Linked DNA regions of Triticum aestivum: region 1 is linked to region 2. The links are chromatin contacts, called in public Hi-C maps. All regions are on one chromosome and are shown on one strand. Each heading gives the region's core, a stretch centred on a gene start, on an enhancer-like site or on the middle of the called end of the contact. The rest is flanking DNA. Distances are from core to core; before and after follow the strand shown. Region 1 has its middle 35 kb from the start of LOC123132281. Region 2 holds the start of LOC123132281 (VIN3-like protein 2).

Region 1 (6,246 bases), core at 949-3,448, 36 kb before region 2:
CAAGGGAAAGCAAAATCACACATAAATTGTGGTTAGTTGAGTTAATCATAATTGATGGTACTAAGCATGTCGAGGCTCTCTACGTATTGATAACCACACGAGGTTGAGTATGCCGCTTGCACTAGATAGGCATTGGCATCACTATATTTGTCGAGATGTCATGTTGATAGATGGATAACGTTGATAACGTCACATGCACTGAATTTTACATTGTTTCTTAGGGCATCTCCAACGCCGATCATCAAACCATCCACAATTGTCCGGACCGCATGGTCCGGACGTGTTGTGCCATTCGACGCGGTCCAGTATTGGTCCGTAGGGTGGTCTGAACGCATGTTTTCCCACAAACCGGAGACAAAACCAACACATGAGTCAGTCGGTTATGATGCAGCAACAAGTAGACCACTTAGAGACTGAATACAGCTAACATTAGCAGCAAGTGCACCATCACTAACAAACATGGGGGGTGCGGCCGTCCGGACAACACCCTCGACCGCTTCTGACTACCCCGAACCACCCAAACCACCTCCTCCCTTGCTCGCGCGCATTCCCGCCCGGCGCCAGCTGCCCGCATTCTCGACTATGTGGAGCGGCCGCTCCACATTGAAGCCGGCCCAGAGTGGAGGCGACGTCTCAATCTTACTTGAGTTCGTTGGTTAGGACCTTGTCGGCGGAACTCCGGCGTAGATTCATGTCGTGTCCTTGGGGCGATGAGGTTAAGATTTCTGGTCATGTGACAACATTTGGTGTCAGATGTTTCAGATCTATGCAAGGGTTCAAGGACGGCGATTGCGGATCCAGGGCGTTGGTCTTTAGAGGCACGTGCATAAAGATTTATCGGTTGTCATCGGCAAGGTGCAGCTCCGGTAGGGGAGTGGCGGCGGCTCGTCTGACGACAGTATTGGTTGTTTGGTGGTCTGAAAATCTTGATGCAACGTTTTATTATATTTGAGATGTTTTGTACTTCCAGTGAATCTTTTAAAATAAATCTGACCCTTTTAGAAGAAAAAAAGGTATTCTTTGTTTTTTTTGAACATCGGTACAAACGCAAGCGCTCAACATATGCGCATACACTCACCCCTATGAACACACACGCGCACACCCTACCTCTATGAGCACCTTCGAGAGACTGAGCCGGCATGTCATCGTGAAATTTACGAAGTCACCGTAGGGGCCTCGTCGTCGACGGGAACGTCTCCTTCCACTGAAAGCGCATCGCCGGAAATCCTGAAATAAATTCAGAAATAATGCGAGCATCAGAACTTGAATCCTGATGGGTTGTGGATATCACCGTCCCTCTAACCATCCAACCACGGATTGGTCAGCAGATACTCTTTGTTTCGATCATCCGTGTGTATGGATCATGCCAAGATCACGATATGTTAGTATATATAGAAATGTGCCGAGCTTACACTATCTCATTATATTGTGTGGCAATAAACACAATACATATACTCCTGCTTAGTTGGCTCGGATGTGGGAAGTGCTCGAAAATATAGGCGGGAGGTAGGGGTGGCCTGCGTTGCCTGGCCCGCTGCGCCTCCAACCGATCGACACGCGCGTCCGGCGGGAAAGGCCGCATCGCATCGGGGCATGCATGGGACGCATGCAAGTCGCGCGCGCCACTTGACCTAGTCGCGCCGCGCCGGGTAGATGCCGCTGGCTAGGCGAGGAGAAGTGAGAGACGGTCGATGGCTCCCTTTTCCGGCGGAGCTAGCGCCGGATCGAATCGGACCGGCCGGTCCCGGGAAAGACGACAATGACTATTTCTGCTCTCCCTGCTACGTATCGTATCGTATCTTTATTATATCCCCTATCCCAATTCCCACCAGCCCACCAGGACTGTGGTATCTTCGATCCATCAGGGTTTAAATTTTAGTGCCCATATTTATTCTTATATTTATTTTACGATTTTCGATGATGCGTATTCAGTGGGAGGAAACGTTTCCGTCGACGACGAGGCGCCTACGGTGACTTCGTAAATCTCAAGATGATATGTTGGCTCAGTCTTTCGAAGGTACTCATAAAAATAAGGTATGCGTGTGTATGTTTATAGGAATGAGTGTATGCGCATGTATATAAGCGCTTTGTGTCTGTACTAATGTTAAAAAACAGAGAAAAAAAATCCCAACAAGGAAAGACGATTGGCTGGGGAAAAGGGTGCGGGACCCACCCGTTGATGCCCATGCCGTGCACCCGTCGCCCTCCCTGTCACGTACTACTACTGGTCTCCGGTGCCTGCATGCTTTGCGAGTTGCGACTCGTATACTACCGCGCACGCTCCGTGTTTTCTTTTCTTTTGCAGTCGCGCGCGCTTTATCTCGACCCACACTTTACTTGAGTGCTATGTTTTCATTTTCAGCTTTGTTAAATCTCAGTCGACTGAGTTATCGTTACGTCTCGATCGATGTTTTATTCCTTTGATTTTGTATGAAGATTCGTACCAGAAAAATCTTTTTAGTTTTTTTCTTCTTATATATTGAGTCACTTGATTGTGACTTGCCACACATTTTTAATGGTTTACCTCAAAAAAAAAACTGAACACATGGCATGGCGTAGATGCAGGATCTGCCGCCCAACCGATTTCTTTTTCAGTTTTATTGTCTGTTTACGACGACTCGACGTGCATTAATCGTACGTGACGCGTCCCAAGAAAATCGTACGTGCTGAGGGTGACGCCTCTCCCCTCCGTCACGTACTCGTAGCCAGCCGGTTGTCGATGGAGTACTCGTAGGCCTATACCGGCATATGCATGCTGGAGAAATACCTGCACTTTCATGGGGAAAAAATCATCAGCTAAAAAATACATCAATTGGCGGATCATTGGACGGACGGACGTACTAGCCGGTAGACGAAAATACATCACGGGGCCCACTTAATCAGTACTACGTAGTACCACCGCTGTTGCCTGTTTTTATCTAGACTGGGCAAATACTGTGCGCATCAGCTAGGTAGCCACATTGTAATATTGCTCTATAGACACCTACATGTGCGCACGTACAAGTTACACCCTGCAACTGAGATGTGTATGTGAGATCGTACCACTAATATTTTTTTAAAGTAAGTCTCCTGCTTTACATATTTCCGTGAGTTCTTTTTATACTCCGAGGTAAACACATCAGTGGTGCTTGAACTTATCATGGATGTACATTTTAATGCCTGAACTTGCAAAATACATTAAACTGGTTTAATAACTTGGCATGGACATGCATATACGGTTCAAATAACGTTTGTATACGTCCGCGAAGCTGAGAAGGCACACCAGCATGCCACGGGGCCCACTGTCATTAACAAGGGTGTGTGGCCTGTTTTTTGTGGGAAAACCCCTAGAATTATTTTCTTACCAAAAAGGTCCTCACGACGAAACTGACAAATTATAAAATAAAAATTGAGAGTGTAACTATAAGATAAAAATTAAAACTGGTGTGCTGGATTGAACCAACGACGCACCAGTCAAGTGCACGCGGCTAGCCACTTGACGACTTCACATTTGCTAATATTTAATGATTCGTAACCATTATAAATATTTGGCCAAACAAAATAAATAGAATTTAATAATCCAGCAAAAACAACACCAAATCTGTGACTTGAACATCAGAACAAAGCTTGTAGGCCAAGCACGGATGCCACTCCAACCAATGAGTTATCATATATCAAAAGTACAAGTACTCTTTATGACTGTATAACAAACATAATTTCAAAATAATGCAAAAATCTTCGTGCCATTTGAAAAATAATTCACGTGTTATTTTAAAACATATTCATTAAATTGAAAATATTTATGAATGACTAAAATGTTTATATGATTCAGGTATTATTCATGTAGGGATCCACAGTCTGATGGCACACTAGGCTTGTTTTTTTAGAAACACACACAAACTTATATACTATATAAACTTTTTAAAACAACACATTTCTTTGTTAAAGGATGAACACAACGATATACTACATAAATAGTTTATTAAAAAGGTGAAAAATTAAAAGTATATGATTTTTTTAATATATGAATGTTTCTAAAATTACAAAAAAAATTAAAATTATAAATTTTATTCTAATTCATAATTTTATTATGTGTATTTCTATTAAATTACTGTGTAGGTATTCTATGAAATTATATGAACGTTTTAACATAATTTGTTTTACATATACGTATATTGTTTGTACGTGATAATAATTAACTTATTTCTGAAAAAATGAAATGAAAAAGAACAAGCCCGTTGAAACTTGATCCACACTGTGGTCCATTCTAGCCACACGGGCTCATTATGTTATAAACCTAAATTAATCATTTTACCATTCAACATCGTCGGTTATAGTAGTACGTGCGGCCACTATATAGCCCCTGGTTGCAGGTTCAAAGCAGTGGCACTATATTGCTGGAATAATTTTTTTAATTTACGTTGTTCAGCTTTATGTTTATAAAGTGTATGATTCCTTTCCTGACACTAAATTTGAACGGGTAGATTGGCTAGGCACGTGCTGGTTTCAAACCCTGGACCAGTTCATTTATTAATAGATTAATAGATTTTTTTTGCAATTTATCAGTTTCTCTCTGAGGGCCTTTTTGTAAGATTTTTTATTCTAGAGGGTTTTCTGCACAAAAAAACAGGCCACACACCTTGTCCCTTACATCCTGGAGTGCCTCGTCGGCGTCATGGACATACAAAAACAAGATTTAAACCATATATGCACGTCCATGTCAAGTTACGGAACCAGTTCAATGTATTTTGCAAGTTCAGACACCAAAATGCATATTCGTGGCAAGTTCAAGCACCAGTCATGTATTTACCTCTTATACTCCCACCACTTGCTACTAAAATATCGACCACGCACTAGCGGTCCTAACCTTTGATCACTAGCGCGGTGGATATCCATCCACCACTTGCTTTGTAATATTGCTCCTAATCTTTTGTGAGGCTAGACTTTGTAGGAGTACGTACGTACAGTAGCAATGTTCCACGTCGCTGTCCACAGCAAAGTATTTTCAGCAGCCATGGAAAAGGAAAGACAAACCACAAATGAAAGATATATATACTCAGCTCGGAGCACCATCAGTAGCACAAGTTGCATTTCACCGGACGCTACTACTACCACTACGTCGTTATTATCTTCAACGTCCGATCCACAATCCATCGACAGGTCGGAAGACGACGATGCCAGCACAACAGCTAGCGCGGGAGCCCCGCACCCACCGCGGCCGTCCGATCCTGCCGAATCCCTTGATCGGTTTGATTAACCGGCGCTCCCTCCCACGAGGCCCCATGCATGACAATTGCCATGTCCCCATCTATATATAGCTCTTAACATTGGTTCACCGTGAGATTAGTACTTGATTATGCTTCGCAATGATGGAGGAGGCTGATTAGTGTGGCCTTTTAGGGCACACACCCTCCGGCTATCTCATATTGTGTTTCGTGCCTGCGATTATATATGGAGTAGCTAAATGTCATGATGACGAATTGACAATAGACACGTGCTGTCACAATCGCACGATAATTTTTTGGATAGTATGAGTCTTTTTTTTTGCGGGGAGGATAGTATGAGTCTTAAAGGGAAAGAAAAAAGAACAGGTATAAACTGTCGTAGATGAGCTAATCGGTGGAACGAAACGTGCCGAGGCTTTCTACGTATTGACAACGGCACGAGGTTGAGTACGCCGCTTGCACTAGATAGCCATTGGCATCACCATATTTGTCGAGACGTCATGTTGGTAGATGGATACCATCGATAACGTCACACACAGTGAATTTCACATTGTTTCTTAGTTGAAAAATTAGAAGACCAATCATTAGTATGGTATAACTAGATGATTTTGTTTATACATGTATTGCCATTGTACTGAGAAAGATAAGTATTATGTTTATGTATACATGCACTTCGCATATGACTATCACCGACATATATGCCGATACAATAAAAAAATCACACATCAACCTATTTCTATTTAGTTGATCTATCATAGACACTCATCGACAGTTAGATGAGTAACACACGGTGACGATATAGAATCTTGTACCCATTGGGCAGGTGGAAGGTTACACAATTTTCTAGTTTCGTGTGACAATAAAATGGATCCATATGTTGTTTGCATGTCACCACACGGAGTGGCATGGTTTTTAAGCCTTGCCCTAACCAAAACCATGAATTAGTATTATCTCATGTGACAATAAATATATTGATATTTCGTGTGACTATTTGCATGCCACGTCCAACTGTGAAAAGTAGACAAGGCACGGTGGCATGTTT
Region 2 (5,973 bases), core at 1,490-3,989:
ACGTTGATGACACTGCACACGACGAATTCATCGGATCTTAGTTGAAAAGGCGAAAGATTATTAATGCCATGCAATTGGATCGTTCTTCTATACTAAGGGCATCTCTAACGACACCGACCCTCAAATCGCCCGCAACCATATGGACCACGTGGTCTGGGCGTGTTTTGCCATCCAACGCGGTCTTGTATCACTCCGGGCGCACTTTTTCCCGCAGACCAAAAACAAATTGGAAGGGATGAGGGGCTTTGCGTGCGTATGTACCGCTGCCACGCCCGCGTTCGATAACCGTGGCCCACCCACCCACCCCCTCGCCCGCATGCTTTCCTGCCCGAAGCCAGCTACCCACATTCATGCCGCTCTGAATTGACACCGGGCTAGAACGGACATGACCTCTCACTAGCTCCAACATTGAAGTGGCTTGCCCGTCGAGAGCACCGCCCATGCTGAGTCCCTGGTGTCCGCGCATTTTCAATGCTAGAGAGACGTTTATTGGAGGGGATGGGAGGGATATCTACCACGCCCGCCCGTCTCCTGCCATTAAACAGGCTCGCTGGCTAAGGAACCAACTCCAGCGCCCGCGCATTGACGCACCCGGACGCTTGGTCTCACCGGAATTTGCTATTTAAAGGCGGCCACACAAAGCTCACGACACATGACAACACATCTGTTCCACATCTTCCTCCAGTACAACACATCCGCCATGATCGTGAGTGGGACCACTTTGTGGGAGAGCATCTCGACCTAGCAGAAGCATGAGGTGGCTGCGCTTGCGGCCGCCTGGCAGAGCCATCATGCCATGCGGATTGAGGCCAGCATGCCGGCCAGCTCCCATGAGGCCTCCAACGACGACCCCATGATGAAAACGGGCTCCGACAATGACTCAACGCCGGAGCCCGCGTCGGTGCATGCTGGCTTGACCATGGAGCAGGCGCAATTCACCGCCCATGGAGGAGAAGGAGCCTACGCCGACGCCCATGTCGGCATTCCGGCAGGCACAAGAGGAACAACAATAAAACTTGTTACTCCTCGAGCTGCACCGGCTGGCGTAGGGCCAAATCTACGGTGAGCGTGCGAGTAAGGAGGCCGTGGCAGCCATGGCCGTGGTGAACCCCAATTTCGTGGCCGAGAAACGGGCGCTCTACGAGGTCGTGCGTGCTCAAGCAACCTCTTGCAACATAGAGCCGGTGTAGCGGGATGCGAAGGCGACGCTGGCGGCACAGGCGATCAAGGATGAGGAACGCCACTAGCTGTGTGTCCTACACACCGCCACCGATCTTTCGGCGCGCATGTGGCAAGAGGACAATGGCGACATGTCCACGTCCATCATCGATCTAACGTCCACCGGTGACGGATAGGTCGTGGTCTCTAACAAAGATGAGTAAGGCATGGGAGGTGGTGGGCCTCGAGTCCCAAGTGGGTCGGTTCGTCTCTCATGTTCTGCTCTTCCTCACCGGTGACCGCACCTTCACTTCGCGGGTCTTATCCCCGCCGCTCATGGAGACGGCAAATGTCGGTCGCGGTTGCCGGAAGGGAACAACAAGGACTTGGAGACGGGCACCGTCGAACGCTAGGTTTAGGCCCGACCCCTTTTTTTAATGAATGCACTCTGGTTTGTATGAAGGTCGCGCCAATCTAGGTCGGGAGTTCCAAACGCTTGGAAGGAATTGGGCCATCTTGTGATTGGGCTGTGCTGGGCTTAACCCCTTGCCCAATACTTGATCTATGTAGGTAAGGGTAAAAAAGGTTCCTAGGGCCAGCTGGCGAGGGCACAACTATGCCATTGGCTGCACGCGGCCGGATAACATGTGTCATCACCTTATTGGTCGAGACGACGTGTCGACAGACGGACCACGTCGACGACACCGCACACGGCATATTCGCTGTATCTTAGCTGGAAAGGCGGAAGAGTATTAATGCAATACAACTGGATGCAATTATCCAAATATACTCAGATCTATTAGCCGCGGATCAGCAGTACAAGCCAACCCTGAAAAATAAGGATATTATAACAGGTCCCTAGGGAGTCTCGCACCCCAATCCTTCTCGTTGGGCCGATGACGCGCCGCCGTAACCACTCTGGCAACCTTCCGATCGCGAGATTCGAGCGAATCTTGTACACTGACACGGTCAGGAAGTCATCGGTGCCAAACAACCTATAGGATAACGAAGTCGTTTATCCGAAACTAACGATGACGATAGTGCGATGTGAAAAAAATATATAAATCCTTCTCTTTCAAACATATGAACTCGTACATTATATTTGTTTTCTCTCTATGTATTTTGTATATGTATGCAATGCAACTATCATTGGCATATATATGTTGATACAATCAATAATTCATGCATCATTTTTTTTTCATTCAACTGACATATCATAGTATAGACACACACCGAGGTTAGATGAGTAACACACAATGACTATGCACAATCTCTCATGCCTTTTGTGCATGTGGAAGGAAGGTTACACAATCTTATTATTTGGTGTGAGAATAGCCATAGATTGCCCTATTTTCCATGTCTACGTCCAAAGTGTGAAAACACACAAGCCGCGGTTGTTTAACCCTGCCTACCCAAAACCAGCTAACGCTTAACTGCTCCGTGTTGACCCCCGCGCGATCACACGGGCCTGCCGTCCCGGATACGGAAAGCCGGGAGGGAGCCGCCGGCGAATACGCGGGAAGGCGGGGGGTGGGACGCAAAAGCGGCGCCCGCAGGCTTTGGTATCCGTGCGGCTGGGAGCTAACCTCGCGTGCTCGTACTACATACGGGGCGGGGGTAGAGAGAGAAAGAGCGAGACGCAGAGGAGGAGAGAGAGAGAGAGGGGGAGGGTAGCAGCAGAGGAGGAGAGAGGAGAGGAGGGCTGAGTCCACGTGAAGCCAAGAGGCGGAGGAGGAGGAGCGAGAGATCCCCCTCTCCCTCCCTCTCTCCGGCCATGGATCCTCCCTACGCAGGTCAGCGCCGCCGCCGTCTCCCTCTCCCTGTCCGTCTCTGCCATCTGGCCGCGGGCCCGTCGATGCGCGGCGCCGGCCGGCCGGCCTAATGCCGCGCCGCTCGATCTGTCCGTCCGCGCGCCGAATCTGCCGCCCGGCCGGCGGGGACGGGGTCCTCCTGGCCGGCCCGCGCGTTTCCCGGCGGCAGGCGCGGGGTCTGCGCCCGAGATTTGGCCGTCTTCGCCGGAGGATTCGTCCGGGCGACGCGTCCCGTCGGTTAGCGGCGGTGCAGCGCGGTGAATTCGATCGGTAGCCGGTGGTAGTACTAGTCGTTGATGCGTGCGTGGCTGTACCGGTGGTGGTTGGTGGGCGGTACGGCGGGGCAGGGCATGGGGTCGCGGGAGATTTTTTACCGCCGGTGGCGCCAGATTCGGCGTTGCATGCGGCGACGGCTGCGCGCATTGCGCTCCTTGCGTCCGCGGGAGTCCGCCGGGAACAGTGGCTCCTTGGCTTTACGTCGTTTTCCCGAGGGATTTACGTGTCGATGTCTGGTTTCGAGGGGAAAGCCTCGGTCTTTTGGCCGGCGATTCGGTTCCTGGGGCGTCCATTGGACGCCGGCTGTGTTGAGCGGGGCTTATGTTCGCATGCATGTGGATGGTTTTATCTGTTTTGCGGATTTTGTAAGGACGGCAGGGGTTAGCACGATTAAATCTGTTACTAGGATCCAGGAGTCGTGTCAGTCTCTCGCGTTCCATGTCAAGCTGCTGTCTATGGGCGCAAGTAGATGGTTTCCTTGTGCCAACCCTGGTTCGTGGTTTCATGCTATTTTTGTTGGGTGGTGTATGTACAATGCACATGTCTCCTCTTAATGTGCCTGTGTCTGGTGCCAAGTTCTGAACCTTTGTAGAGAGAATGGCATTGCCAGTCTTAACCCAAAGTTGCAGAAGGGCCTCAAAAGAGTTGAACTTTGTCTGGTGCATTTCGAGTTTGTATAGCATTGCAAGATCTTCCTGAAAGTTACTATGTTTTTAGAGTACGTAGTATAGCACTGGAAGATCTTCCTGAAAGTTACTACTCCCTCCGTTCCGAATTAGTTGTCTTAGATTTGTCTAGATACGGATGTATCTAGCACTAAAATGAGTCTACATACATCCGTATCTAGACAAATCCAAGACAAGTAATTTAGAACGGAGGGAGTATATTTTAGGGTATGTAGTGTAGCCTTGTAGTCAGTGCCAGCAGCTTTTGGTTCGGTAGTGTTGTGCATGACTGCGCTTGTTATGTCGTGTACAAACCAACTTAACTGTGGTATAATGCATATGTAAAGATTCCGAGGCCTTAAATTGAGTTTTTCTTGCATGTGTTATGCTTGTTAGTAGCAACTGGCAATCTAAATTACCGTCTCTCATTTGTCATGCTATTTCTTGACATATCTGTGGGATATTGGGTTGTAATGAAGTTGAAATTTTCGGTTCTCAAGTTGTACATTGCTGATACATTATTGTCAATATGCGTGCTTACAAAGTTTGTTTGGTATATTCTTCTCTACCTTCTGGATGCGCAAGCATATCTGGTTATGCATCTCAAAATCTACTGGTGCACAAGATTGATTGCAGTGTTTATTAACTGGATTGTGATATACTAATATGGTTGTGTTTCCTTTCCTCCAGGAGCTATTATTGAACCTGCTAAATGCCGATTGATGAGTGTGGATGAAAAGAAGGATCTTGTTCGTGAATTATCGAAGAGGCCACAAACTGCTCCTGACAAACTACAGTCATGGAGTCGGCGTGATATTGTAGAGATTCTTTGTGCTGATCTTGGAAGGGAAAGGAAATATACTGGATTATCTAAGCAGAGAATGCTGGATTATCTCTTCAGGGTGGTGACTGGCAAATCATCTGGCCCTGTGGTGCATGTGCAAGAAAAGGAGCCAACTCTCGATCCCAACGCAAGTAACCATCAGTACCCTGCGAAACGTCAAAGGAAGAGTGACAATCCATCACGACTGCCGATTGCTGTCAACAATCCGCAAACCGCAGTTGTACCCGTGCAAATTAATAATGTGCGGTCCTGCCGGAATATAGCATGCAGAGCGATTCTTAGCATGGAAGATAAATTTTGCAGACGCTGTTCATGCTGCATATGCTTCAAGTATGATGACAACAAGGACCCTACCATATGGTTGTCCTGTAGTTCAGATCATCCCATGCAAAAGGATTCTTGCGGGCTATCATGCCATCTTGAGTGTGCTCTCAAGGATGGAAGAACTGGCATTCTGCCGAGTGGGCAGTGCAAGAAACTTGATGGTGCTTATTACTGCCCTAACTGTCGGAAGCAGCATGATTTGCTCAGGTATGTATTCTGGGGCATTGTTTTTATTCATGCAGGTTTTCTGTTCTAAATTGAAAAAGAAAAGTAACCTAGATTGTTACTTTGCTTGTTTTCCTGGGATTCCAGGCTTACTGCTTCATTGCCTTAGTTGTTTATTACGGCATTGCTTTCGCTGACTTACAGTTAAGATAAATGGATTTTGCATCTGCTGCACGTCTGTTAACAAGAATCCTGTTAAATCATTACCTTAGTAGTATCTTCTAAAGTAGTTATAATAAAAGAGCTTGATGAAGTAAGTGACTTCTTAAACAACCCAGTACAATGTACTTTTATCATATATTTGTATTCATCAAATTTACCAGTCCATTTTCCTTACATTAGCAACTCTTAAGATTTCTGATCCATTTTACACTGCCCATTGCTCTGTTTCCTGTTATTTGAACGTTTGAATCATAACTAGTCCGTCCTTTTAGTAAATTATCTCGTTGAGCAATAATATGACTGTTTAATGTCCTTGTTCAGGTCCTGGAAGAAACAACTAATGTTAGCTAAAGAGGCTCGGCGGCTGGATATATTGTGTTACCGGATTTTTCTGGGTCATAAGGTCCTCTTCTCCACCGAGAAGTACTCGGTCTTGCATAAATTTGTTGACATAGCAAAGCAGAAACTTGAGGCTGAGGTTGGATCTGTAGCCGGGCATGGAAGTATG

The links. A called contact is a pair of places that touch in the nucleus more often than the background predicts.
Region 1: a Hi-C map of leaf shows a contact between it and region 2, with 4 times the contacts expected there. The contact joins the enhancer-like site here to the promoter of LOC123132281 in region 2. A contact is called at or near these places in 3 of 5 Hi-C or Micro-C datasets (leaf and an unstated tissue).

The regions. Positions count from the first base shown.
Region 1 is chr6A:99,914,708-99,920,953 of IWGSC CS RefSeq v2.1, reverse strand. No RefSeq gene overlaps it. Among protein-coding and RNA genes, the nearest start is that of LOC123132281, 35 kb to the right of the region's middle. Within about 2 kb of position 2,198, at least 2 of the 8 cell types and tissues checked have an H3K27ac peak or open chromatin away from gene starts, as enhancers often do. A contact at or near this core is called in leaf, where this site is marked.
Region 2 is chr6A:99,879,377-99,885,349 of IWGSC CS RefSeq v2.1, reverse strand. It overlaps LOC123132281 (VIN3-like protein 2), which reads left to right and starts at 2,739. Exons shown (of 4, transcript XM_044552068.1): 1 at 2,739-2,951; 2 at 4,601-5,285; 3 at 5,787-5,973. The coding sequence starts at 2,933.